2 separate regions of the Drosophila melanogaster genome follow, and region 2 is linked to region 1. Evidence: chromatin contacts called from public Hi-C data. All regions are on one chromosome and are shown on one strand. The core of a region is the stretch at or near the end of the contact, and the rest is flanking DNA. Distances in the headings are between cores, read along the strand shown. Region 1 holds the start of CG18135. Region 2 holds the start of CG33969.

What was found. A called contact is a pair of places that touch in the nucleus more often than the background predicts.
Region 2: a Hi-C map of the Kc167 cell line shows a contact between it and region 1, with 2.6 times the contacts expected there. A contact is called at or near these places in 2 of 107 Hi-C or Micro-C datasets (the Kc167 cell line and eye imaginal disc).

Annotation. Positions count from the first base shown.
Region 1 is chr3L:18,995,221-19,000,438 of dm6, reverse strand. It overlaps CG18135, which reads left to right and starts at 2,156. Exons shown (of 2, transcript NM_176346.2): 1 at 2,156-2,438. The coding sequence starts at 2,427. CG3808 reads left to right here. Exons shown (of 4, transcript NM_140826.2): 1 at 1-140; 2 at 197-1,493; 3 at 1,588-1,931; 4 at 1,994-2,564. The coding sequence ends at 1,916.
Region 2 is chr3L:20,390,702-20,395,919 of dm6, reverse strand. CG33969 reads left to right here and starts at 2,367. Exons shown (of 3, transcript NM_001038946.3): 1 at 2,367-2,641; 2 at 2,704-3,279; 3 at 3,431-4,235. The coding sequence starts at 2,439. The coding sequence ends at 3,875. fbl (fumble) reads right to left here. Exons shown (of 7, transcript NM_133434.4): 6 at 5,095-5,218; 7 at 4,466-5,034. The coding sequence ends at 4,738. It overlaps lncRNA:CR45677 (long non-coding RNA:CR45677), which reads left to right and starts at 69. Exons shown (of 1, transcript NR_125016.1): 1 at 69-526. It also overlaps asRNA:CR43944.

The DNA.
Region 1 (5,218 bases), core at 907-3,406:
AAGCTGATGAAACCACGCTGGCAAATGGTGAGGATGAAGCCGGAAAAGCCGGCGAGGAATATGCTTACTTGGAGCGAAATGAATTCACTTCGGAAATATTCAAAGTTGAAGTGAAGAACATGGGATATTTCGGTATTGGGGTAGGTAGTTGAAATCTAAGCCTTTATATGAATATAACAACATTATAACTTTGCAGGAGTTTAAGAAGCTTTTGAGAAACACCCTCAAATTTGACGTGACCAAAATCAAGGCTCCAACTCGAAAAGAGTTCGCCTTTGTGTGCTTCCGCAGTCAGGAGGATCAACAAAGGGCCTTGGAGATCCTGAATGGATACAAATGGAAGGGAAAGGTGTTGAAGGCTCATGTTGCCAAGGCCTCGGCCGATCCTCTACAGAAAAAGCGAGCTGCCGAGGAACAGGAGTCGGAGAGAAAGCCCAAGAAACAACGTACGGCGGTGGAAGCCACGTGTCCTCTGTCGCACATTGCCTACGACCAGCAGATTAAACAAAAATCCGAGGAAATGTCGGCACTTCTGGCGAAATACACCCAGGAACTTCGGAAGGTCAATCCGCGGGCAAAGCCCCACTTGGATAAGTTCCAATTCCACGAGGTGCTTCCCTCACCCACCGTTAATGGGTATAGAAATAAAAACGAGTTCACCGTGGGAAAGAACTCCGTAGGCGAAGTGGTTGTGGGCTTCAGATTGGGCTGCTACAGCGATGGATCTGTGGAAGTAGCCGAGGTCGCAGACTTGCCACATCTACCGGAGCAGGCCAAGTGGGCTGCTCGCAGTTTCCAGGACTTGGTGAGGAAGTCCAAGTTCTTGCCCTTCAATCCGGACGGAAATATTGGCCACTTCCGGCAGCTAATGGTGCGGTGCTCCAGTGCCACAGGTGAACTAATGCTGGTGGCGGGCATATACTCCTCGAACTTAAGTGAAGACGAACAAGTTGAACTTAAGCAAGAACTGAAGTCCTTCTACGAAGATCTGGCAAATGATGCTCCGTACAAATGCAGCTCTCTGTATTACCAAGATGTCAAGCATCGGGAAGCAGGTCAGACGATTAATCCGGTGGAACACATTTCGGGCAGCACCCACATCACCGATACCATACAGGGTCTCCAGTTTCGAATCAGCCCACTGGCCTTTTTCCAAATCAACACAGAAGGAGCCAACGTGTTGTATCAAAAGGCCATTGATCTAGTTGCTCCTACTAAGGACACAACTATGTTGGATATTTGCTGTGGTACTGGCACCATTACCCTTGCGTTCGCCAAGCACTGCAAGAAAGTGATGGGCGTGGAGATCGTCCCTGATGCGATTAAGGATGCCGAGTTTAATGCGGAAGCGAATGGCATTAAAAATGCAAAGTTCTTTACAGGAAATGCAGATGATTTCATCAAGAGTATGGTGCGCGAAGCTCTCTACGATCAGGAGCCGGGTAAACCATTGGATCTTATTGCCGTGGTGGATCCCCCCAGGGCTGGACTGCGTAAGTTTACGTTGCTTAAATATTATAAATTTGCTGAATTATTTTAAGGTTCAAAGCGCTATACCTTTCCAAATTTCTTATTTGTTTTTTTCAGACCACCGCTCGATAGCCGCAATTCGATCAGCCGATGCCATCAATCGTCTGGTCTACGTCTCCTGCAATCCGCACAGTGCTAAGCGGAATTTCATCGAGCTGGCCAGACCGGAGTCTAAGCAATACAAGGGGGAGCCATTCTACCCAAAGTCCGCTGTGGCCGTTGACATGTTTCCCCACACCATGCACACCGAGCTGGTCATTCTGTTCGAGCGTGAACCTAAAACAAAGGCGGATGAGAAGTCATCGCCAGCGGAGGGAGCTGCACAGTCAAAGTCTGAGGCAACCGAAGAAGCTGTTAGCGAGGAGAACACCACATCCGTAACGTGACGTGTTTGTTGCCGGGTACAGTTCACTTCGCTGCAATCTCTTGCACATTTGCTTAATCTCTTTCTATAATCTTTTAGGTCAGTTGCGATTCGCTGAGACACCCAATATGTCTCAGTACCTCCTATCTGCCGCGATGCTGCCCTCTATCATTGTCTCTCTTTGTGGCGACTGCTCTACGACTTTTATTGTTTTAAATTGATTTAATTGTATTTACGCTGTGCGACGGGGAGGAAGTGGAAAAAGTGACAGAAGCGACTTCCTATTTAGCAAAAGACTAAGTTTAAAGCCCTGTTCAACTCGACATAGTCCGACATCCCCATCAGTGTTATTCAGGCCTCTGGAGGCCCCTGTGTGCGTGATAAGAATCGCTGCTCCGGTGGAAGTGTGGTGCTCATAAAGTTCTCATAAAGGTGTAGAAACCGCGTGAAAAAACAGCTGAGAGGTGCTACAAGTCCAACGCCCCCTCAAGGGCAAATTGATGAACAACGACCCTGACAACGATCATTGATCATGTCCGACCAGGTACCAGTTAACGATTATTTCATAGTCTAAACATATGTTCTATTGTTAAAAGTAGAAAGGGTAGTATTTAAAAGATGTTGACGTTGATATTGATCTATCAACCATATTAAAAGATTCGAAAATGACTTCATGCGTATGACGCGAATTCAGTTGTTTCGTTGTTTGTCTAAAGATAAGTTTTATTAATTTACTAAGGCAATTTGAGTTATGGCTGTTTTTTTTTATAAAGTTGAATATTTAAAAAGTCGTAGAAGTGCAATTAACTAGTTAAGGCCAGAGATGTGCCGTAATGAAATTGGCCAACTTAATAGTTAATACGTATGGGGCTGATCGCACGGATATTGCTCAATAAAATGTGTTTATATAAATCTTATCTAAGGTAAACAATCGCATTCGCTTATTTCGCCTTTCCGATTACATGTTCTTAACGAGAAGTGGTTGGATGATGTAAACAACAGATGTAGCCGTAAGCAAAGTCTTATAGAATAAAACAAAAAAATATTATTGTTTTGAAAAAGAGAACAACAAGCAAACGTGACCGATATCATGTTGAATATACTATGTAGAAAAACAAATCGGGACGCGACAGCCCTGAATTTTTATGCGACTCGACTTCCTAGAAGGGGGTGTGTTAATAGCACACGTACACACACATAAACATACATATAACTATAGTGGAAAGCCAAAATAAGCTTTCGTAAACATTAACGAAATAAACAAGAAAAACAAATAAATTGGACTTTGGAGCCAGTGGGGCGATTCGGCTACTCGGCAAATTGATTGTACAAAATATAGCAACATAAATAAATATGAAAACATTGTGCGCCGCAACTATTATAAATCAAGAGAAAAGGAGAAATTGGCAGGAAAGTGAATAAAATGCGGCTGAATTTGTTTATTCATTCGGCTATATTTATGGCCTCGTGTAAGCCAAGATATAGCAACAACTAGCAACACCCAAAATATGCGATTACGATCGGAACAGGGAGCCCAAGACCTTGACCGGAGAGCTTTGTTTCCGAAGCCGAAAAGCTTGAATAGTTCTTGCCTTATCAAACAAACACTCAACTAACTGTGCGATGTAAACAAACAGCGAGGAAAACAGCAAATTTTCAACCGACGAAAACCGGTTCCCCTAGAGAGAGATATATGGCGGTCTTCCGGAGAGAGCTTTTCGGCTGATGCCATGTCTGTGGATGTGGATGTCGATGTGCTGGTGGATGTGGACGAGAAGCTGCGGCGAGGGCCTGGCTACGACTACGCCCCACACATCGGACTGAAAACCGCTTCACGTGCGTAACACCATCGCCGCCGACAGCTGCACACGACCAACACGTTTTCTCGGCGGAGCAAATGGCCTCGTGGCATAGTGGGGGATGGACCGGGGTTTGGGTTCTCCAATGTGCTCTTGTTGTCATCCGCGCTCAGGCTGCGAGCTTTTGGATTGCGTGCTACGCCGAGCAGCGCAACTACACAGCACATTTTATGGGGAGTTTTAGTGGGATACCCTGTGAATGTGGGTATATTTGAAGACTGACCTCACGTAACTCGGCCGGGGATTGGGTTTCACTTGTGAATTTTGGTATGCAAAAGGGTTTGAGTATGTTTAAACTTATAATGGCAAAAGATAATCAATGAGTAAACATTATTTTATCCGACCAGCTAGTATATTGCACTGTATTTTCTAGTTATATATTCTTTTTATTGATTTAGCCCAAAGCAACATTCCTTGCTAATATTCTCCTAGTTATTCTACAGACAAAGCACTCTGTTTTCCCTTATCGGTACTTTAAATGGATCAACCAGTGCCGTTTAATTATGCCCACTCATAAACAGTTAGCCTAGGAACATTTTGATTACCACCTAGACGGTTGATTAAATTTCGCATATTCCGCTTTGTTCTCCTGTCCTGATTCTGGACGATCGAGGGCATTGCTAATTCGATTAATCTTCATGTTTTCTGTATTATCTGGTGTGTTTCGCTGTTTTCTGTTTTTGTTTCGTCGCTGCCCGTCGGTAGAGGCCAACAACATTTCGAAAAAGCCCCAGCCGCAACTGTACCGCCGGACTGAAAACCAAAACAAATCGCCAAGTCGTCGGATACGACTACGACTCTCGCACAAAGAAAAAAGCTCCGCCACTCAGTTTCGATAAAAAGAAATCGTTTAAATTGCGCGCACAACAAAAGCGCCCGAAACAGTTGCGATTGCAACGTCGATTTGTGACGACGGACCGTCTACAGCGTCCTAGTTCCCACTGTCCACAAAGGATACAAACCCGAATAACAAAACCAGCAGTACATAAAAGCCAACAGGCCCAATACCCAAGTACAAAATGCTTGCCTAGCTAAAGAAACTGAAATATTGCGCATACGCCGCATAGTGCAAACAATTAACTGTGATACAAGTGGAATTTTCTTGATTTCGTTGGTCCCCGCACCAAAGCAACCTATCCTACCTAACTTACTTGTGCTATCCCCAAAAACCAAGAAGCCGAAAAGAAGCAGAATGTCGGTGCCAATGCTGCTGACCCCCATGGAAGCCCAGAGTCCGGATGACCACATGAAAAATGTAATTACCCACATCCAGTGGACAGTACCGGAAATCTTTGTAAATGCATACTTTAGGCTTTACAGATTTTTCGACTGTCGGCATAGTGCAGGTGTTTGAGCTTTTGACTTTTTGGGGTGTCTGAAGGTCGCTGCTGTTGTCATCGGACATTTGCATGTCTTCTGCGCGTTTTGTTTATGCAATTGTCGTGGGTAAAGGAAAATCTATATT
Region 2 (5,218 bases), core at 1,118-3,617, 1.4 Mb before region 1:
AATTAGTTATTGTTGTTGCTGAGATTCCCATTACCGAGCAGCAGATTCCCAACCTGATAATGCAACCCAGTGACTGGAAGTTATCAGGTGGGCGAACGTGACTTTGGCTACGGAAATATTTGCGACTTTGCTCCACAATAGCAGTAAACTAATATTGTGAATAGCTGCTGAATGCGGAGGTCCCACCACTGTCATCTGATGTGCCGACGTGACGGGGACTTTCGCATGTATACCACCTACATATACTCGTGTACGTAAGACCCCCGATTTTTGGCTCTGTGTGCGCCGTGCTCGAGCATTTTTACCTGTGGTCGAGCACTTTGTTCAGATTATGAAATTGCCGGAGAGAACGAGAACTGCGCAGAACGCGAAAACTGCTGACGACTACGCCACCTACAGATTGTGACTATCAATTTTTTTGGGCTCAGTGCCACGCATGAACTTTAACTAGAATCGCCTGATCGGTTTAGACCCGACTGGAAAATACCCATCGGGAACTGTATGTAACCGCACTGGAAATGTATTCAAATCTGATGCTTTTGTAGAGTATTACAATATGTTCTTGTCTGTCTTATTTTTGTTCAAATAAATTTATTGTCGATTATTGATACATATTGAACTAAAGTCTGAAGTCTGAAGTCCATATGTGGTCTTATAACTTAGGAATTTATATCTTTTACAATAAGTATCCTGATTTTATTTCACTTATTAATTTAAGAATACATTTTAGGATGGGTACTCAAAGCTTCGAGATCTTGAAAGGGTAAAGCCCATTGTCATGTGCAGTTTGATAAGATTTTAAAGGGGACTTATAGAACGGAATGAACGATCCAGAACTTTTCGCATTCCTTACATACCCAAAAGTCACAATTACTTTGTTTCTGGGGAATAACGAAGCTCTAATAGGGGTCACGCTACCCAAAAAAAAGTATGTTAAATGGAAAGTACAAAGGTGGACTAGCCTAGCCCTGTTACAAATTCACTTTTTAAGGTTCTAAAACCTTAAGTTAAGTACCTTGACAACCATAAAGAAGACCTGAACAGTGACAGCTACGCTACTTTCCCTGACCCAAAAATTAGTCGTTACTTGATTCTTTGTTATGGCTCTGGTTCAATTCTCAAGATTTTCCGTAAATTTCTTTGTTTGCCCTCGCACGCAGCTTATACTGTCTGTCATTAGAAGATAGTCCTATGTTTTCCTTCAAGTACCCAACAGATAATGCGAAATTCTTAGCCTGAAAAATCGTTTCATGGTCTTCTTCCTAAATCACTCCAGAAGTCATAAAACTTTATGCACCATTTTGCAGTATTTACAGAAAAGGCGGCAGATAAATGCCGAGAAAGATACGAGATACTTTCTAGGCAGATCAGACAGCTTGTGCGCTATTTCAAGTCAATCAAATGCTCAGTTAAGGTATTTAGCGCAAAAATCTCGGCAGTTTCGTGCCTAATTGCGGAAACAGTGTTCTAAATAACTTTAGATTGCTGCAATTGTATGAGTACGTGGTCGTACGCACGCCGCATATTTATGTGCGTAAATCGTATACATATCTTAGACTTTTGTCCCCAAAATGTGCAGTTGCTGACTATTTCGTGTTTGGCATTGCAGGCGGCTTACATCAATGGGGGAATCTTTCTAAAATCAACCCTAAATTTCTTATCGAATGATAAAAACTCAATGTCCAACGATGTCATTTATCGCAATGGTTCCCCGAAGTCTAGCCTTGATGCTTAACCTTCTACACAAGCAAAATTTATAAAATTTATTAACCATATTTCATGAATTGTATTTTCTTATATTGCCTTGACACAGCTGGTGGATATTGTTAACCATTGAAAGACCAAAGCTTAGATAGTAACATTTTAAAAGCTTTATTGGCTAAAGGGGTGGTAATAATTAACTTGCTCTTTTAAGCACATTTTTCCGTAGTAATAGTTAATTTAAATCTGTATACACTAATTGCCTGTTGTTTAAATTTTTAAAAAATATGGTCATCAACATGAAAAATGTTTAAAAAAAATGTTTTCAAAGGTCGATGAAATTAACAAGTGTTTCATTGTTCTTTAAATTTCACAATTTCTGTGCTGGTTACGTCAAATTTTCAACAATGACACATAAGTGAACAATGCACTGTTTATTAGCTGAGGAAATATAAATGAAAAACATATCGATTATTCGAAATAATCAAATTGTCTGAGATCTATATATTGAAAAAATAGCACGAAAGAATATACAGTTGATGTTCAAATCATTAATATAATAACACTATGAAAGAACACACGTTTGAATTTAATCATTGACTGCAGTCAAACTTAACGGAAATTTCGTAGTGTTGCAAAGGTAACGCTAGAGTGAAATAATCGATATACCATTTGTTTGCGTTTTGTTCGGAAATCGTGGGAATATGAGCTAATCTCACGAATTGGCGTTGAAAGATATGATGAGCTCCCGCATGAGCTTGAAGGATCTGACCATCGAATGCCTGCTCCTCATATTCGACTATTGCTCGGAGGGGGACCTACTGTGCCTGTGCCGGGCGGACCCGGCTCTGGAGTATATTATTGAAGCCTACTACTTCTACCCACTGGCCTACGATTTGCTGCTCTGTGGCCACCGGAATAATCCAAGGATCGAACAGAGGTTGGTGAATGAGATTCGGATAATAAACTTAAGATAATCTATCTACCTCCTAGAAACCGAAGACGCCTGAAAAACTATGAACGCATCGAGCTGTCAAGGAACTGGGTTAGTGGCACCTATTTCGAACGACCATACTTCCACCATGCCCAGATGTTCCCCACCAAACTGTGCCTGGAGGCCGACTTTCTGTACATCACACATGCCTGCTATCTGCGCAAGTACCGGCGGTCCAGCTGCGATGCACTGCATCGTCGCTTCGACGAGGAGATCTGTACGTCCGCACAGACCGACATCTCCGATTTCGTCAAAAAGAATGAAACCATATTCGCGGGAAGGGTTTGTGGATCGTGCTTCCACTACGACACCGATAGCATGGTGATGACGGAGCAGAGGATGCATCCGGCCAACGAATACTTGTACTGCGTAGACTTTGTCAAGGATCTGTACGCAACCAGCACAGATCACTGCTGCAGACTGTGGCAGCGTGCGCAGGAGTTTGGAATGACGCATTTTGATCAGGTGATGCATCTGCCGCACGCCTTTAGGTCTCTGGAACTCAGTTCGGATGGCCAGTGGCTGTATGGTGGACTATACACTGACAACGGTCGCCAGGCCTTGAGGGCAGTCCATGTTGAAAGGTAAGCCCTACCGACTATTAGTTAAATATAAATCTTATGTGTAGGAATGTTTTAGTTAATCCTTAAACATTAATCAAAGTAGAAATATTTGATTTACATTTTACTATCATTATTTCTGTTATTAACTATCTTTAATTTTTTTCTTTATCAGTGGCGAGGAATTGGTGTTTAGTTCCAAAACAATGTCAATTTACGACCTGAAATTGAAAGATGACCAGGTCATTTTCACGGCCAACTTCGATAGCACGTTTCGTATGTTTGACAGACGCGTGGATCGCGATGTAGCCATTTGGGATGATCCGTTCGACTCCTCCTTCTACTCCTTGGAGTATGATGGTCTGCACGCGGTGCTGGTTGGCACCAACAGACATGCACGGGTCAACCTTTACGATATAAGAATGAAGAAATACGTACAATTGTACTTTCCGGGAAGGACGCGAAGTCATAATGGCTTGTCGCCAGTGTACAGCCTCGCCTGTGATAGCCAATATATGTTCGTGGCCACCGATCACAATATGCGTGTCTTTGACTTTAAGGCAAGCTGTGGAATTCGGAGAGACTACAGCAATATTGTATACAAACGAAGTGAAACTTAATCACATTGGATAACCCATATTAAAAATGTGCCAAATCTTATACATTCATTGTTTTGAAGAAACCAAATGCGCCGTACAAATATACATTCAAGATGTCTGCTGATTTCCCGTAAAGCGTACTATTTGTTCTTATCAGAACAACTCGTGTCTAGTTTATTACGGAATTTTTTTAGAATAACACAAACCTTAACAATAATTGTATAAGTAGGCAAAGGTAGAGAGAAGGCTATTACCGTCTTGTTTTTAAACTGTATCATCATACCATCAGTTTGTGTAGAACAAGTTTTATTGACCTGTCCACGAATTGGATCCTAAAAAGAAAACTTTAAAACATCCACTTAAAGCATGTATAAAAACGTTAAGATAATAACTTAAAAGAATCATTAGGTGGATGCTATACCTGCTCTTTCGTCATTTTGTTGCGCGCTAGACTTTTAATTGCGTTTCTATTGTCAAGTATTTGTAATACTTTTCTGAGAGCTAACATCTATCACTTTAGAATCGAAACTAAAAACTACCGAATCTGTCGAAGATAGCGTGGTAGTAACATATGGTAAAATGTTACGCGGCGAAAAATTAAGACATAAATTGTGGTTCGCCATTTGATCGGGCCAAAATTCGTTGCTTTCTAGCAGGCACTTTATCCATACATACGTAATTTCATGCATTTACAATTTGTGCGTCATCAAGTTACAACTAAAGCCGAGAAAGAATTACGATAAATACCGAGATGAACTGCGAAGGACCAAAGTCATTGCCATTGCCATTGTCATTGCCTTATTGATCTTAGGTCTACTGTACATGCACTTCAATCGGCTGGCGCACGTTGGGTGCCCTTGGGAGGAACATGTGGTTATAGCGACTATCTAGTGGAGTGTTTGCTTGTGGGCGCCTTTTCTGGTGGCTCGTCCGCCGTAGAAGATGTCTGTGCTGCTTCGCTTGCTGAATCGGATTCAGTGTGGATTGAATGCTCCACTCCGTCGTTAAGGGCGGCTGCCAGCTCGCCGTTGAACTGCAGCAGGCAACCCAGAGCCCCAAAGTATCCCTCGTGCTCCAGGAAAAGACCCTTCATTGTGCCATTGGACCAGAACTCCATTGCGTACGCCAGCAGCTTCATGGAAATGGGGTTAACTCGCAGAAAGTTGCCCACAAAGACGACCTGAAATGGGTTTGTTGCTCAGTCTACGAGGATATGTATGTAACGAAAATTGATACTTACCCTATCGATCTTCTCATTCAGCGCGCACATCCTTGCTATGGAGCCGATATTATTCGTTATGGTGACCAGAGTGGCGTTGGCCAGATCTTCGCGTGATACGGAAACCCGTTTGTCGTTGAGATGC